Regions from separate parts of the Drosophila melanogaster genome. Here region 1 is linked to region 2. The links are chromatin contacts, called in public Hi-C maps. All regions are on one chromosome and are shown on one strand. Each heading gives the region's core, a stretch centred on a gene start, on an enhancer-like site or on the middle of the called end of the contact. The rest is flanking DNA. Distances are from core to core; before and after follow the strand shown. Region 1 holds the start of spoon (spoonbill). Region 2 holds the start of CG12730.

What was found. Hi-C and Micro-C count contacts between places; a contact is called where the count stands out from the background.
Region 1: a contact with region 2 is called in a Hi-C map of the Kc167 cell line, with 4 times the contacts expected there. The contact joins the promoter of spoon here to the promoter of CG12730 in region 2. A contact is called at or near these places in 12 of 107 Hi-C or Micro-C datasets (the Kc167 cell line, the OSC cell line, cellular blastoderm embryo and 3 more) and 4 of 6 datasets of contacts at active chromatin or transcription factors (the Kc167 cell line and the S2 cell line).

The regions. Positions count from the first base shown.
Region 1 is chrX:5,418,420-5,424,755 of dm6, forward strand. spoon (spoonbill) reads right to left here and starts at 1,917. Exons shown (of 5, transcript NM_167034.2): 1 at 1,775-1,917. The coding sequence starts at 1,819. Usp16-45 (Ubiquitin specific protease 16/45) reads left to right here and starts at 3,114. Exons shown (of 5, transcript NM_167037.2): 1 at 3,114-3,248; 2 at 4,161-4,598; 3 at 4,700-5,331; 4 at 5,396-6,336. The coding sequence starts at 4,203.
Region 2 is chrX:5,512,207-5,518,506 of dm6, forward strand. CG12730 reads left to right here and starts at 4,402. Exons shown (of 3, transcript NM_001297967.1): 1 at 4,402-5,292; 2 at 5,366-5,638; 3 at 5,838-6,300. The coding sequence starts at 5,215. The coding sequence ends at 5,933. It also overlaps asRNA:CR45518.

The DNA.
Region 1 (6,336 bases), core at 667-3,166, 96 kb before region 2:
ATTCGCTTCGGCTTATTTTTTGGAGTTTCTTCTATGCTTTTGTTTATTTTCTTTCTTTTTTTGTTGGGTTTCGATATGCCGGCGAAATTGTTCGAGAGATTCGAGATATCGACTGCTCGATATATGAAGGGAAACTACTTTGCACGCCTTCTAATTGCCAATTCCTCTGGCTTTTTATTTGTATTATTTTTTTTATTTCGGCACCGATTCTCCGCTCTTCACTCCATCCGCTCTTCCGCATCGGCATACCCCCACCAACCCGCGAAAAAAGAGAGGATGCGTGGTGGCAAGTTTTTATTTAGCGCCCCTTTCCACCCACACACACACTCATCCCACCAAGCGGAAACGAGACAGAAAGCCGGAGAGAAGAAAAGAGAGTGGCGAGCTCATTAGAACAAAGAAATCCGAAAACCGTTAATCAAAATCCATTCAAATGGATTGTAAGACGCTCCTTCGAATTTGGTCAAAATTTCCGGGGCCCGAAAAGTGCAAGTCATGCCGAACAGTAGTTTAAAGCCATGAGATCTTTAGTACTTTTAAGTTACTCACTATAGAACCGATTTACCCACTATACTCCCGCTTCCCCCCATCCACAATATCGTCACTTTGTTAGGGCCCAAAGGTCCTCCTGTTACACAGTGGTCAGATGATAAGCTCAATCGACAAGCAACTGAAACACAAACATACATTGTATGTATGTACATATGTATATGTATATGCATATGTATATGTATAAATGTACATATAGCGACAGATCAACGGTTGATGGGAGCATGCAGGGGGTGGGGGATAAGGGGCCTAGTGGGGTGCTATAAAATGGCCATGGAAGGGCAACTGGCCAGACAGCTGTGGCATTTCCTAATCGTCGAAACCGGGTGACGGGAATTTTTCAGATTACGTTTTATACCCTTTGCTTAGAGTATTAAAACTTGTTGACAAAGCTTGCCACATTTTGCCTAAAATTCTTAATAAATGGATATGCATAAGAGCAGGGAGAAGTGTAGTTTTACACGTATTCGTATCAACTCTTGAATTAAAACGACAAAATGTAAGATAAGGGCACAACAACTTCGCAATGGTCTTCTAGTTTTTGTTATTTTTTTTTTGTATTTCCTACACTGTAAGCTTGTTTATACATGAATATTGATGTGTCTGCGTGTCTCGGCATGCAAACAAACATGTTTAGGCATGTTTTTTGTGTGCCTTTCGGTTATTTGTTATTTTCTGACTTTGAACTTGCACATTGTTGTTGCTCCAAACTCGAATACCAGTGCGGCCAAAAGAAGAGGAAGCCGTCGAACGGGGAGGTGAAGCAACAGCCTAAAAATTTGAAATTCCCCCGAACAAGCGAGAATGAGCGACACAGAGAGGCAAGCCAGAAGAGAGCACCAAAACAACAACAAATCAGGTGCAACAACATTGCCAGCTAGCCGAAAAAGTCCACATTGTTATAATCTTGGCAACGTGGTTTCCGATCATATGGTGGCCAAAAATGGGCGGGGATTGTATAATCGGGGGATATACTACTTTATATGTGTATACATATGTATGTATGCATAGACGCAATGTTTTCTTTGTGGGAGTGGCAGCTCCTTTTCGCCTTTGTTCTCTTTCAGGCGTAAAAAAACCGAACATTAACGGTGAAAGCTGTAACACACACAGACGCACTTATGCTCGGCATGTGTATGCGTGCGATTGTGGGTGTGTGTGTGTGTGAGTGCTGTCATTGTGTAATCGCCGAATTGAACTCCAAATTTTTTCCATAACCACTTACTGTCACTTTGCCGGAACAACAACAACAGCGGCAAGGCAGAGTCATACACTTAACAAAAAGTTGACAAAAAAAAGGTAGTTAAAACGTTGGCTATGGTACCGGGAAAGAGGTGCGAATAGAGCTCAAGACACGGACATTGGAACAAATCCACACAGAACAGAACATGACACCATTTTCCGTCACATCTCTCTGTTTTGGCAAACACACACACGCACTTTTTTTGTACTAGGTTATGTTCCGCGTGCTGCGATTTCTTACCTTTGTGAACCGCTTGGGTAACTTATTTTGCTCACTATCTTTGGGTGCTTTCAAAGCTATCTACTGCACACGCGAGTTGTGTATTGTTTTTGCTTATTTGCTGGCGATTTACTGTCGTTTTCTCAACGCTAAAGTGCTGCACGAATTAAACACGTGTCTACGTTCCACCTTTTACAAATCACAATAACATGGCCGGCGTGCGGCAGTGTTGCCATGCATCCGCAAAACTCTGGCAATCGGAGCTGCCTGCTTAATCACCCGCACTCGCGATGGCCAAATCCTCGAATTACAAGAGCCTTTGTGCACACAAAAAAAAAATATAGAAAAAATCACTTCACAGTTTGAATCGCAGCCCAATTATTTCTAGAAAGCCGAAAAACGTGTGCACGGAGTGCTGGTTATCAAATCGAATGGCAGCACATGCACAAACAGGGCTGCCCACGCTCATCGATAGGTATCGATTGGGGCAATAGGTATTTTCTTAGGCGGCGTTGCCACCGAATGTGCACAAAAGTGTTGCAAATTTCGCGATATTTCGTTACGATATTTTGTGGAGCAATACTTTTGGGCATTTGTAATTTTCCAACGTAGTTCTTGGGAAGTTCTGATTTCATTTTGTCTTACCACAATATGCTTGTTCATGCGAATTTCAGCCTATTTTTTGTCAGTATAGCGCACTATAAATCGATAATTTCGAAATAATATTTATATAGGAGCAGATAGCGACTTCAATATCTCAAAGAAAACAATCACTAAAAATCTTCTTTTTAATTTAACACAGTGATGTGTGTAATTCCAAATGATATTTTTTTAAATTTATAAAGCGGCGCAAAATAAAAAAAAGACCAAGCTAGTTAGTAGTGAATGCATACATAGATTTTTGAAATCCCTTCAATGATTTAATTACCTCCTGTTTGAGCGAAGAACATAAGCAGTGTGGATAATTAATTAAAATAATAATAATAGCAATTATTTGCAGCATAAGTTGAATGATATAAATGAATTATTTGCACATGTTTCGAGACCCTATAGTTTCTGACAACGGTTCAAATTGACCACACGCGAGATTTGCGACGAAAATAAGCAACGGTCACACTTGGTCACGTCGTTCACGTTTTCTATTTACGCATAAACGAATAAAAAGCGCCTAAAAGTGCTATAAAACATATATGTTGTGTGCTCATGTGCTACACATATCGCAGCGAGTAAATTTAAGGTAGTAGGCAGATCTTGTTGTGCATGTGTGTGGGTAATCACAGTTCTAGTTTTGTAATTTTTTATATTTCCTACACTGTAAGCTTGTTTATACATGAATATTGATGTATGTGCGTGTCTCGGCATGCAAGCAAACATGTTTAGGATTGTTTTTTGTGTGCCTTTCGGTTATTTGTCATTTTCTGACTTTGAACTTGCACATTGTTGTTGTTCCAAACTTGAATACCATTGCGGTCAGAAGAAGAGGAAGCCATCGAACAGAGAGGTGAAGCAACAGCCTAAAAATTTGAAATTGACCACACGCGGGAGTTGCGACCCAAATAAGCAACGGTCACACTTGGTCACGTCGTTCACGTTTTCTATTTACGCATATACGAATAAAAAAAAGTGCATAAAAGTGCTGTAAAACATATATGTTGTGTGCTTACGTGCAACGCATATCGCAGCGAGTAAATTCAAGGTACTACTCAGATCCTGTTGTGCATGTGTGTGGGGGTAATCACAGTTCGTGTCTATGTGTGCGTGCGTATGGGCTTGATTGGTTGGGTGCGTGTATGAGTTCGGGGTCCTTTGGATTTTCGAGAAATCATCGCAAAAAGGGTAATACATATATGTATGTATGTTTGGGTGGTCAAACAGCGGGGGCACTCAATTTCGCTGGCTGGCAGCGGGGCGACGAACTTAACCTCAAATCCTGGGTCACAGTTCCAAACGTGACGAAAGACAACAAAGCAAACAAAGCCAATAGGGTCAGTCTGTCGGTGCGAGTTCCAATCGAATTCAATCCCGTTGCCAGTTATACACATCGATAGCCGAATCGGAAGAGCAGCAGCAGGGTTGTGACTATAACGATTGCATTCGAAGCAATTCGAAGATTTGAATCTGTGATTGGAACGCTACATATTCCTTCCAGAGCGCGCCCACAAGGAGGCCAAGGCCAAGCAGCTACCTTGCCATGGTAAAGAAGCGTCAGGCGGACAGTCGCGACCACGATTGCTCAACGGATTCCGGCAATGAGGATCTGCATCATCGAAAAGGACTCGGCTCGCCCGGTCAGTCGGATGGCGCCACCCCCACCACCGCCAGCTGCCAGCACATCAAGAAGGCGGTGGACGCGGCCCGACTAAGGCGTCTACTGAAGTCCACGGGTCTACTCTACGAGTGCAGCCAATGTCAGAAGCTGGGCAAGACAGCGGGCAGCGCTGCGGGAGCGGGAGCGAGTGAAGGAGCTGTCGGTCCTGGCGGAAATCCGGTCACCTTCGAATTTGACAACACCCTGTGGCTGTGCCTCAAGTGCGGCAGCCAGCTGTGCGGGAGGGCACGCCACAAGCACGCCTTAGAACACTACCAGGTGAGCAGGGATCTAGTTCACTTAAGCCAGTTGCAAACGACATTCTCGTTTTACATTGATATTCCATATGGTAGAAGCTGTAATCGTTCTGTGTGTTCCAGACACCTCATTCGGACTCACATGCCCTGGCCATGAATACGCGCTCCTTCGACATCTGGTGCTATGAGTGCGACATGAAGATCTGCTCCAATCTGCGCAAAAACCTGCTTGAGTGCGTGGAGCTGGTCAAGAAATTGGCCCAGAAGCCGCCCACTAGCACGGTTACGCCCAGTACGCCAACGATTAGCTACATCGAGGAGAAGCTTAAAGCCGCGCTGGAGCATCTCACACCAATAGTGCCAATGACTGGCGGATCATTTGACGACTCCAGCAGTAGAGGGTCTCTGGCGGCGGCCGGTGGCGGGGGCGGGGTCGGTTCATCTCGAAATAGGCAGGTGGCCATACCGATGCCACCACCAGAGCCTAGCTCCGGACTTTCGACCTCAGACTCGCTGACCAGTGTGCCGGGTATGGCAAAGAGAATTGACCAGTACTCGGCCACCACCAATGGCAACACTGGGAACAAACGACTCCTGACCCTAGAGACGCCGCGCATCGAAAATGAACGCCTGCCCCGCGTGCGAGGATTGACCAACCTGGGCAATACATGCTTCTTTAATGCGGTGATGCAGTGCCTCGCCCAGACGCCGTTCCTACTTAGCGTACTGAAAGAACTGTCGGAGCCCGGAGAAGAGTAAGTTCCAGGCCGAAAATGTGCATGCAAAACCATTATATCTGATGTTTGATTCATTCAACAGATTCATCTTACCTGGCGGAACGTTCACCATAAAGGACAAAGGTGACATTGAGCTGCCGATGATCAAGGGTACCCTGTCCTCTTGGGGTGGACTCACGGCCGCGTTAGCCAATGCCCTTGAGGAACTGCAGGCTGGCGGTAGTGTATTTACGCCCAGAAAACTCTTCGACAGGCTGTGCGTAAAGTGTCCTCAGTTTACGGGCGGCGATCAGCATGATGCTCACGAACTGCTGCGCCAGCTACTGGAGAGCGTGCGGAACGAGGACCTAAAGCGCTACCAGCGTGTAATTCTGCAGAACCTCGGCTACAAGGATCAGGATGTAAATAGTGTGTCAGAGGAGATGCGACAAAAGTGCAAGATCTATGGCAATCAAGCAGGAGACCGAATTCTGCGCCCGGAACAGGTATTCCGTGGCTTTCTTGTGTCAACGCTCACCTGCCAGGATTGTCACAATGTTTCCTCGCGGCACGAGTACTTCCTGGACATGTCGCTGCCCGTGGCCGTAGAGAAACCTCAGCCGCCGCAGCGCCGAAAGCCAAGTCCGGAGCTCAGTCTTACGTCCAGCAGCTCTAGCGTCACCCCGAGCACTGGCCAGCCGACGATAAACACCAAGTTTACGGATGGTAGTGTCAACTTTACAGCCTCATCCCCGTCCTTCTTCCTGCACGCCCATGAGGCGGCATCCCTGGGCCCATCCAAGTCGCAGGTGAAAAAGGAGAAGGAGCGACAGCGTAAGGCGAAGCGGGCGGCCAAGAAGCGTCAGAAGTCTAGCCTTAATCTGAACGGAAATGATAGCGGAAATGGCAATGAATTGGCCGAGTCCGTAGACCAGGACGATGCCTCATTGGCTTCCCTGGGTGCCGGCGACGGCCAGGCCAATGATGGCCTCGAACAGACCAACGGCCAGACCGAGGATTCCACCACCTCCAGCGTGACTACTT
Region 2 (6,300 bases), core at 3,152-5,651:
TGCCAAAATAAAGTGCTCGTCGATGTTTTATGATTATGACGAAAGGCTTTTCCGGGATGCGAGACAAGGGAAATCCGTTGCACGTGTCCCGGCGACTACGGTGCGTCTGTGTGGGCACTCAAATGTATCTAAGTTGTGCAATGCCCCGATTCCAGATACATTTCGGCTCCGACTACATTGTGCGAAGACGCAGCTGCACGTTATGATAAGTACGGGTATTTGGCAACAAAGTAGTAGTGAATGCAGCTAACCAGCTAACCATCCACCTGTGCGAAAGGTGATTGCATCGAGCTTATGCCGGCATAATGCCTTTTTGTGATGAGTGCACCTTTCATCGCTAAAACCTCGTTTAGAACAGTTCATTGCTGGCATTTGGATTGAGTTCTTAAAGGCGCTACAAAGTTGCATTTTGCGTTTGCAATTTAATCATAATTATACTGCGCATAATGCGAAACACTCACGCATTTGCCAACACTTGAGGCACAAATTTTCATCGCATCCGTTCTGGAAAATCTGCTCGTTTTTCTAGGACTACGAGTATCTGTGTGCGCAGCGGCAAATTGAAAACTCTTAATGTCGTTTGTGATTTGATCAGGGCACCTCGTTAGTTTGGGCCCGCGGCGAAAAGGGAAGGCAGCCAGTTGGCAACTGCTAACTGATAATTTGATTATTATTATTATATATCTATGTAATATGCAGCGGGCTGCTGTGTGCATGTGTGTGCCTTGTGTGCGCTTGTGTGTGCGTGCGGGTGTGGCCAATCATCAGCTCGGATTTCCATTTTTCCCGCTTGTTGCCTTGGGTGCCATAGATATGTGCATGCGAATCCGCATCTATGTATGTACATATATGTGTGTAAGTAGCAATTTCCTCTCACCCCGCATGTGTGTGTGTGTGTGTGTGTGTGCGATATGTGATGTCTTTGTGTGCGCTGCTCTTAGATAGATCGAAAATTGTTGCTAAAGTCACTTGTGCTGTCGTAATTTCATAAATTGCGTAATTGCATTGCCATTGGAGGAAAGGGAAAATGCGATAGGGAGTGAAAGATGGTGCAGTGTTTGATTAAAAATAACTTATTCCCAAATGATGTCTAATTTGCATCGGTTACAAGCGAAAGAAAACTTGCTTGTTTATTGAAGCCAGAAAAGTTCTCATTTCCATGTGATGCGCAATATTTCGTAGCATACTTTCAGGCTCTTAATTGGTGCATTTCCAATGCATTGCAATGCCACGCGCACAAAACGAGCATACTTATTCATTATTTGTCACATCAATTTAATTGATACTGAAAATAATATAGAAAGGGCAAGGTGTACCTTTATTTGGCCCACTCGTATTTCCGAGAATCGAAACCACAATTAGGATCCAGCCAACCGAGCTGAACTGAAGATGGCCTCGCCTTTTGTTAACCGAATGCACACACTCGGTTGCCATATCGAGTGCATATATATTATTTACCAAACATGTACTTGAGTTATCACCGATACCGTATGCAAACGTAAATTTCCTTTGGCTTTTTGACTACGTGGTCATTGGTCTACGTGCCAATCCAATTTCCTCGGCACATTGACTGTGGCTTTTCCTTGGCACGCTTTCAATTCGAATTTGCCGACATCGAAATGCAAAAAAACAAAAAAAAAATCAGAAAAAAATATAGAGGAAAACAATTGGGGTGCCAGCGACTCGGGACCCCTGCACCTGTAACTGGCTTTTCCGTAATGGCAGACAACTTTTCAGAGCAGCGCCAGCAGAGCGAAGCGTTTACATAAGTGGCAAGTACGGAGTCGTAAATCGTGGCAAATCGAGTTCGGTGTTCCTCTGTTTCCCTGGACCACCTGGCCAAGTGAATTGATCAAAAATCACGCGAAGGAAATTGCTTTAAAATGTGCAGCGGCAGCTGAATTCAGCGAAGAGCAGATACTGAAAATGAAGTGGAAAAATCGCAGGGAGCTTGTGAAAAGTGTGTACAATTCGGGGGAAACGGGCCAATGAAATGCCAATTAAATTGATTTGAGACTCAACCAATTTTTTTTTTCTTTTCCATATACTCGTAGGAGGTCATTAATGAGGTCTATAGGAAAATGTATTTTCGTTGATTGATTGACGGATTGATTGGCAATTCATTAGCATAAATTACCCGCAGAAACCGAACTTAAAGTGAAAGTACCACCAGCGAAAGCTTAATGCCCTTCGAATCTAGTTATGCTTCGGGCTTTAAATAATATTTTCATTTCAAGTAAATTCGTTTACAACATCATTGAAAGCTGTCGAAGAACAGCAGCTCCATGCACCACAACTGAGATGACAGTAAGCTCGCGAATATGAGATGAGCCTCCAGACAAAGAGATACAGATAGCAAATAAAGGATATTTAAAGAATGGCGGCAAGGACATCCTGTTGCACTTGGCCCATTTGATTGATGACGTTGGCACTTGAGTGCACACGATAATCATTTATAAGGCGCATAAATGTTCTGTTCCCCGGGGGGGAAAAAGCTGGAAAATCCGAGGGGGGAAATGGGGGTGGTTGTCAGCTGGCGGATAAAAAGCGCCCAAAGTCGAAGGGAATATCAGATTCAAATTCACTTGGCAGATATGCTGAGGTCGTTGCTATTTTTGGGGTATTTCGGGATTCGAAATTAGGGGGGGTGGTCTTGGTCTTGTCACGTCAGCTGCAGAGTCTGACAGCCACTGCACGAAATTTGCATTCAAATCGAGCCGTGTATCTGGGCAACTTAGTATCTGTATCTGACAGATACCCAGCTGGCACACTTCTTTGTCGAGGTTGAGAAATGGCTACGGCCCAACTTGCCGCTTTCTTTCGAACTTCCTTCAAAGTGCCTGAAACTAATTATCTGCCTGCTCGCAAACGTTTACTCCAACTTTCGTTTAATTGGTCATAGTTATCGCCAAGTTTGTCATTATTAAAGATGCTTCTGATGCATCTGAAACTGGATTTTTTCAGCCAGAACACTGCTTAATAGCTCACATGTCGCTTTGCCTTTGGTCCTGCTCCACGTTATCCCGTCGCCAAAGCAAACAAAATCTTGCTGATGCAGCAGCTGGCAATTACAGCGAATGCTTTTCTAATTAGATGCACCCACATTTTCCAATTCCCCCCGGCCCCGCCCCCCTCTCTCTCCGCTGCTCTACAACATGGGTGGAAAAGCGATGGAAATTGCCTGAGTGCGTAAGCGAAAAACCAGCCATGTGCATGAATCGTAGGCGAGATATATCACTAAACAATGCACTCTCAGCAACGTGCCACTGAGTATAAGTTGGATATTTAGTTAAAAACTATTTAGATGCTTTTGCTGTTATTCAGTGGTTTAAAGCGCACATTTATAAAGTCCTCTGTGCACTTATCGAATTCAAAGTCCTAAAGAAATCAAAGAAATGTCCATAGGTAATCATAGCTTTTTGCCATTGAGACTCGCACGCCCTCAAGTGTAAATCCGCTCTCCAGTCAATTTTCTTCGCTTTTCCGCCGCACATTTTCCCCGCTTGTCCAGACGATTCGATGCTTATCGATGAGCGCAAATCTCGTGCCTCCCATATTTATGTATATATATATGTTTATACATATATATGCATGAGCTTTTAGAAATCATGTAGACATTAGTTGCCCTGCAGTCGTCTGACTGTTTGTTACCCTCGAAATGGAAACTGCACTTTATCGCTTAAATTGCTCAAGTGCAGTTCATTTATGATTTTCGTGCTCATTTCCGCTTGTTGTGGCCGATTTCCGTCGCATAGATATCTCACTCAGCATTTTCCGCTCTGCATTAGAATATGTGAATCTGTGAAACTGTGAATGTCTCTGAATCTCAGTCAGTCGAGGCGATTGTGCAAGTGACCTTGGCCAGGAGGCGGGGGCCACCCATGCGGCCATTTCGTAAACGAGCCACCTCTCATGAATATGAGTCAATTAATATAACTCAATTTGATGTCGGGCCAGAGTGTTTCGACTGCTACCCTATACAAGTATCTATGCATTTTCAAGAACTTTAACAATTGAATGTGGAAAATAGTACATGAGTAGCGAGAAATCAAAATTAAATGAATGAAAAAATTGTATCTGTAATATCTTTGTAGCTTTGTATCATAAAATTTTTTTCTTTTGTATGGAGTAGTGTGTTCAAAGTTCGTCAAACTTATCTGGCCACCAAATGGTTTGTGTATATTCACGTATTCCGTATGATATGTGCTGGGCAGCTTGTGTTTTGCAATGTGAATCACGACGAAATTGCATTTGATTTTGGGAGGCTCGCATTTGCATTCGCATTCGGATTTGTGCAGCGATTTATCCGTTAAGTAACTAAATCAATTAGCCTGCTGTGCCGATTAAAATAACGAGAAGCGTTTCGGTCATAGCCGATAACAAATACGATTCGAATGGCACAATCTAATGATGCTGGGCATTAAGATACAGATGGAAATTCGAATGCACAGTGGTCCAAAAAGGGCCCAACCTCAAACTGCATGTCACAAGCAATGCCAGTCATAAAAGCTCGGCACTTCACACGACTAAAAAAGCTTTGCTCACCCAGTAACCGGTCACCTTGCCTTATGAATATACATATATTTAATATATCCCTGGAGGTCAGTGAGTCACACCGTGTTAGATTCACCCCTTGACATCCCCCGAACGAAAATTAGTATAATGTAACGAAGAAGCATTCACAATGAACAGACCCCCAAAACTACAGTTAGTAAGACAAGTTAATATGGTTTATTCATTTATTGGAAATTACAGCTTTCTTAAACTAATAATCCTATTTTTTATAAATACCCAGCTAAAGCTAATCTCCTTAATATTTATAGTTTCATTAGATACCATTTGAGTAGATAACACAATTTGTACACAATATGTACTACATTTCCTGATCGTTTCGTCCCACTGTGCCATGTGTTGCTCGCTCTCTGTCTCTCTCTCTCTCTCTCTCTCTCTCTCTCTCTTTCGCCCGCTGCTTCTCTCGCTCTCGCAATTGTAGTTTTATTCGCCGAGTGTAACGATGGGAGAATTCTGAGTATTTGTGTTGTTTGTATTACTTCAGTGGCATTCTGTGCGTGCTGGCGAGCGCAATATGAATTAGTCAGCGGCGCTTCGCTACATTTGCTACATTGGCTTTAATCGCTCGTTTCTGAGGCATCTATTCGGCTGGACAATCTGGATTAACTGCATCCAAAACGTATATATCTTGTATTGGCCGCGATGTCGTTGACGGGAACCCAGGACTACGATCGCAAATACCTGCTCAGCATGCCGGGCCTGTGCAAGCTGGCCTGTTTGGTAATTAGCCTTACACATATGTGCCATTGTGTATCGCCCTTAATGTGTGCGCTTGTATGTGTGCGTCTTTCAGCTGTGCAGCTTTGTTGGAATATTGTGCATCATCTGCGGACCGGTGCGCGTGAGCAATTTCCGCGGCAGTTTCTACCTGGCCGTAGTCACCATCGGATTCGTGGCCACCGGCTGCCTGCTCCTGGCCAGGTATCTCCGGTTGTGGCAGCGCCAGTTCTGCCGATGCGATCCCACGCTCTGGTCCCTGGCGGTGCACTCCTCATTGGCCCTGGCCTACTTCACGGCCTCCGGACTCGTACTCTCCCTGGATATTGGAGCCTATACGGCGGCGGCGGTAAGTGGCGTTCTCGCAGTTAGGATAAGTTCGGAAACCAAAAGTATTACGGCTCATTGTTTCGGCTAATGATTAAGCTAGGAAAGATACTGGTAAACGAAACACTGAGCCTCCAGTTGGAGCCGATTCATTCCCTCGCTGTGATGAACTCTCTGTAGATCCGTCTAATACACCCTATTCTTCACCTTTTTTTTTACAGTTCTTTGGCCTGACAGCATTTTGCATCAACGGACTGGAGGCCTATGGAAACTATCGGCGCAGTCGCCAGCGGGAGGTGGCCACCCAAACGATATAGACTTGGTTTCAGGTGCACGAACCCAGCTTTTGGTGGCTCTTACTACGTTAGGCTTACTCTGTGTGTGTATCTGTGTGAGAGCGAGTATCTGTGTGCGAACGAGTATCTGTGTGAGTGCCAGTGCGTGCGCGTGTGTGTGAGTTTGTTTTGAGAGAGCGAGTATCGCTTGCGTTTGCTTGAAGCATTTAAGTCTGAAGTTTGAAATTGTGGCAAGCTTTTGTCGCGGGAACAGTTACCGTATGTGTTATCTAATAGTCGCTAGATATAGGTCAAGAAGTGAAGAAGATAAAGCCAGTCGATCGCAGCAATAACGTAGATATAATAGCGAACAGAAAGCGAGAGAAAACCACTAACAAGAGAGCAAATT